2 separate regions of the Sus scrofa genome follow, and region 2 is linked to region 1. Evidence: chromatin contacts called from public Hi-C data. All regions are on one chromosome and are shown on one strand. Each heading gives the region's core, a stretch centred on a gene start, on an enhancer-like site or on the middle of the called end of the contact. The rest is flanking DNA. Distances are from core to core; before and after follow the strand shown.

Evidence for each region. A called contact is a pair of places that touch in the nucleus more often than the background predicts.
Region 2: a contact with region 1 is called in a Hi-C map of retroperitoneal adipose tissue, with 2.0 times the contacts expected there. The contact joins the enhancer-like site here to the promoter of HOXD8 in region 1. A contact is called at or near these places in 3 of 47 Hi-C or Micro-C datasets (embryonic fibroblasts, mesenteric adipose tissue and retroperitoneal adipose tissue) and 1 of 2 datasets of contacts at active chromatin or transcription factors (skeletal muscle).

Annotation. Positions count from the first base shown.
Region 1 is chr15:81,929,653-81,932,192 of Sscrofa11.1, reverse strand. HOXD8 (homeobox protein Hox-D8) reads right to left here and starts at 1,270. Exons shown (of 3, transcript XM_021076351.1): 1 at 1,105-1,270; 2 at 1-128. The coding sequence starts at 5.
Region 2 is chr15:82,999,189-83,001,728 of Sscrofa11.1, reverse strand. The region is part of intron 3 of NFE2L2 (nuclear factor erythroid 2-related factor 2); the gene reads left to right. Among named protein-coding and RNA genes, the nearest start is that of HNRNPA3, 42 kb to the right of the region's middle. Within about 2 kb of position 1,263, at least 16 of the 83 cell types and tissues checked have an H3K27ac peak or open chromatin away from gene starts, as enhancers often do. A contact at or near this core is called in retroperitoneal adipose tissue, where this site is marked.

The DNA of each region.
Region 1 (2,540 bases), core at 21-2,520:
AACATTTGAGAAGGAGACGAGCTCTGATTTAAGTGGTCTGGGTCCTCGCCAATATTACCACTGGACGATTTACAGTCAGGATATTGTACCAGCTCGGCCTCTTGCTGGGTCGTAAAAATCGGCTGTCTCTGTAAGTTATCGTATCCGTAAAACTTCGCGGGCTCCCCGTGACAGGCAATCCCGCCGCAGGGGGGAGGCGGCGGCGGCGGCGGCGGCGGCGGCGGCGGGGGGGCGGCCTGGTAGGCTGCGGCTGGGCTGCCCCCGCCGGGGTGGAAGTAGTCTTGGCCGGGGCCCGGACCGCCCCCACCACCGCAACCCGGCCTGGCGGGCGGCGGCGAAGGGTGCGGGTGCGCGTGCGCCTGCGGGGGCGCGTGCGGGAAGCCCGCGGCGCTGTTGCCATAGAGCTGCAAGGCGGCGGCGGCTGCGGCGTGGCGGCCGCCGACCTCGGGCGCGAAGTGACAGTCGTAGTAAGTGGGATTGATGGCCTCGCCTGCCGCGGCCGCCGCCGCGGCCGCCGCCTTGTACTTGGAGTACAGCGGGTTCACGAAGTACGAGCTCATCGGGGCGGCGGCGGCCGGGGGCCGAGGTAGGGCGGCCCCGGGCGGGCGGGCGGCGCCGAGCAGGCAGGGAGCGCGCCTCAGCGCGACTGCACTGCCGCGGGGGCCTCTGGGGCGGCTGCTCGCGCCGCTGGGGCCGCCGGGCTACTTTGGTGCCGCCGCCCGCCCGCCCGCCCGCGCGTCGCCTCTGAGGCCGGGCAGCCGCGGGCACTCGGCTACTGGGCGTTCATGCTCCGCTCTCGCGCCCGTCTCCTCGGCCTCGCGCCGCCTCCCTCGCGGGTCGCGGGGCCTCACCCAGCCCCCGCGTTCCACCGCCCGCCCAGCCTCTCCCGGCGCGCGCCGGCTCGGCCGCAATAAAATCGCCGACGCCCCGGGTGACCTGTCCCTCTGCCTCCACTGTTTCCTCTCAGGCACCAGGCGGCCCTGAGCGCACCGGGACAAGAAAAAAGTGCACCCGACCCACGGGGACACTCTTTGGCTTCGGTTTACAACCCCCGCTCTGGAGGGAAAAGGAAAAAAACACCCTCTGCCCGCCGCCACCTCTCACCTCGCCCCCCCTGTAGCCCCCTCCCACAGCTCTCGCCGCCGCTGCCGAGGCTTCCGCCCCGGTGCGCCCCGGCGAGGCATTTTCGCACCACGCCACTGCGCGGAGAGGGAGCGAGATGGGCGCGAGATAACCGCGCGGAGGGATCCGTGCGGAGGCGACACCGCTGTTCCCGACGGGACGCCTCACGCCGGACGGGAGATGCCTCCGCCGGCCTTAAAGGGGGCCCATAAAGCCGCACTGCCAAGGGCTCGTCTTGCCCCTCGGGGCCGAGGGAATGAGGACCGCAGCCGGCAGGGCGGGGGCGCGGCAGAGCCTTACACTTGGGGGGAGGCAGGGAGGCCACTCCCAGGAGGCTGTGGAGCAAATGACTCCCTTCCTGGGCCCCTAGAGCAGCCCCTCAGAGGTTGGCCCTGGCTTTTACGGCTCTAGACACGAGCATGCAGCCCAAGGAACATGGGCAAGTGGTGTAGATGATCCAAACCGAATATTTGAGTTAGGTCCTGTGCAAGTGGTTTGATTAAAAGCCACAAGGGTGACCCCAATACCTTGCATTATCAAATCGAATCTAAGCCCTTCTTTTCCAGCCGAGAGGGCCTTGTGGAAATGAGATGTACATTTACCCTTGACGCACTGCACGCCTGGCTGAGGCTCCCAGGTTAATTGATATTTAATGGAAATCATGCCCATGAATATAGTTTCCATCATTTCACCCTTGATAGACGTCAGCACCGGGCGCCGGGGGGAGGCTGAAGAATGTGGCGGGCGGGGGGTGAGGGGAGGCATTAGCATTGCTGAGGGAGTAAATGGAAAAACGGACAGAAATGTTCCAAGGCGGGAAGGAGGACTCATGCTGGGGTGGGTGGTATTTCCTCGGGCAGGACGCGTGGCTCCAGGGTCTCAGCCCCTGAGCCGAGCGGACCAGGGCAGGCGGTGGCCCCGGGCGGAGTACAGGGGACTGACGCCCGCAAGTCCCCCCGCAACGAGCCTCGGGCCGGCATTCGGATCGCGCCGGTTCCAAGCAGCTGCAGGCGGCGCCCATCTTCTAAAGATTCTAGTTTATCCAAGAAGTCTGTGAAGTTACTGCTGAGAGCGGGCGCTGGGCTCAGACTAAAAAGTTACTGATTTTTCTAAAAGGAAAGAGAAGGTTCATCCTGGTTTATGAGCGAGGAGGAAGAGAAACGTCCTGTGTCATATGGATAAATCAAGTGTGAATCGGCATGATATCCCTGGTTTTAGAAGCTTGCTCTGAAGTCACTTGCCATTACACCACCATTCGCCTTCTCTCCTCCACATCCTCCCTCCCCTTCCCCTCTGGCGTTAATGTCCTATATAAGTAATAGGTCTCCGTTGAGTGTGTTTTCCCTTGCCCACACTGCCTTTCTCGTAGAGTCTTTGGGTGACCCATTTCCTTGGGATAATTCACTGTTGTGAGGACT
Region 2 (2,540 bases), core at 14-2,513, 1.1 Mb before region 1:
ACGCACTCTGAGAAACCAACCCTCAAGGACGGGAACAGAGCTGGCTTGCTCTGCGCTGCCCAGCGCCGCTCCTGCCCCAGCTCATGTGTTCTTCCTCCGCTGGTTCCCAAGCTGAGAGCAGGCTCAGAATGAGAACCAAAGTGTGGGCTCGGCTTCTCTCTTTTCCTCCAGAGACAGAGGTTCATGCTCCGCCTGAAACTTCTTTGTCAGGCTGCCTGTTTGGGAGAATCCTTGGGGCAGTGGATTGAGGGCGGGGAGACTCCCGGTGACCTTTCACTTGGAAAAAAGGTGCTGGAAGTAAAGGAGGAAAAAGAAAACTCGCAGAAAGGATTCCTCGTAATGAACCCAGGAAGGCTACTGCTTTTTGGACTCTTCTGAAGTACTTCCCTGTCCTCCTCAGCATGCCCTGGTCCTTCGATCCTTCCTCCGTGGGGAAAAAAGGGCGGGCGTTTTTGAGTATTTCCTCGAGCTGTGTTTACACTCATTATGCTTAGTTCTCTTAACAGCCCTGTTAAAGTAGGTTTTGTCACTGTCAAGAAAACTCTTTGGAGAGGTTAAGAAGCAATCCAGAGTTTGGTTTAGGAACCGGGAAACACATGAGATATTTCAAACAGAAGGGTTTTATATAGGAAATTAATTATATGGGTGATGGGACAGCCAAGAAACCAGACAACCTAGAGAGTAACAGCCTCAGGAAGACACTTGCCAGCCTTAGGGCTTGGAGGGGTGAAGTGGGGAGGTGGCATTCCAGCTCTGGCCTGCCCTCCCAGGGCTGGCACCGAGTTAGGAGCTGGGCCACTAAGAGAGGGGCTCTTCCTCCTGCCCTCCAGGGTTTCTCCAGTGTCCCTGCCCCCTCTCCCAGACTCTTGGTGGAATGGGAGCAGGGACAGAGCAGGAGCAGTATGGGGAAGGGATCTGGAGGTCACCGGCAAATGACCAAAGCAGTCACATAGCTGGTAAGAGCTAGAGCCAGGACTGGAACATTCTTTGCCATCAAAGTCCTTGTACTTATCTTTAAACCATCTTCTTTTCAGGAACCTTAGACCAGACCTGGTGCTTGGCCTGTGGGGCACTTGTCACACCTGTGGGGGGTGGGGGGTTGCATGGGAATCCCATACAGCGGAGGTCAACTATATTCTTATGTCCGTGGAACATTTTATGCTGTATATTCCTTCTCGTTAGTGCAGCCCACATGTATTGACTGCAGAGTAATTCAGTAATAAGGAAATCTTAGGAATTCCTCTCCGGAGTGCAGATGGAGGCTCCTTCAGGGGAGTGCCCAGATTAGATAAGCAGTCCCATTGTTGGGAGGTTCTGTGTACCCACCCCATGATGAGGTCCCCTGAGGTGCCAGGGCCAGATTGATTATCTATGGAAGTTTCTGATGTTGCCAAAGGACTTGGGCCTCTGGGTCTTGAACTTGGGGTGGGGGGTGGGGCGGTGTCAGAAAGGAGGGAAAGCATCTCAGGAAGAGCTGGGGGAACTTCGTGTCTCTTCTGTTGATGTTGATGAATAAAGCCTTTTCTCCCCAGAGAGGAGTAGCTGTTCCTGCAGGACTCTAGGAAGCCTGGGGCTCCTGAGTTCACGGCTCTTGCCCGCTGCTGCAGGTTTTCAAAGTTCACTTGATTACAGCATGGTTGTGCTGTCAAGCGTCAATGTCAGGGTGTGTGCTGGCAGAGATAATCATGGAGACAGAGGGGACAATTAATTAGTCTTTCATTTCCTTTCTGTTACCAACTCACTTGCAAAGTTTTAAAGAGAACCAGCCTTTGGATGTTACATCAGAATACAGACAACTGGCAATTTCATGGGCAAGCAAAGGGGAAAAACTAACATTTACTGAACAGCTGCTGGTACTGTAGTAGGTCCTGGACATGTTCTCACTTGATCTTGACAATCTTTGGTGATGGCGGCTGTTACCCTCTTTTTACAGATGCAGAAACCTATTCAAAGAGGTAAAGTGACTGTCCAAGGCCATGCTGCTCTCCATGGCAGGACGGGGATTTAGAAAGTCCCTAATCACGGGTCTCCCTTCCCTGTTTTCCTCCTCCTTCCTTCCCTTTCTTTCCTTCCTTATTTAGTGACTGGAGGTGTTTGTTAGATGCTGACAAATGAGAGACTCCTTTACAAAGATTCATGAAGACTATGTCTCTACCTCAGGGAGCTCACTCAGTGTTCATCAAAGAGGGTGCTGCTAGCAAACGGCCTGGACTTCTCTCTTGAGTGGGGGACTGTCCCACATTACAGGATATTTAACATCATTGTGACGATCAGAAAGGACCCTTCCCCCTGCCCCCACCCTCACACAATTCCAATTGCTTCTAGGTGGTCCTCCCAGTCCCAGTAGAACCACTGTGATACAATGACTTCTGGGGACAATCTGAAGCTGTCCCTGTTTGTTCTGGATATTCCTGTTTGTTCTCAGGAAACCTCAGGCTATGAATTCCTTGTTCTTTGCAGGGAGGCCCACCATCTCCTCCGATGGCAGCGTGTTCACACCTCTTATTCTAAACTAGAGAGGGTGGTGGGAGAGAGAACAC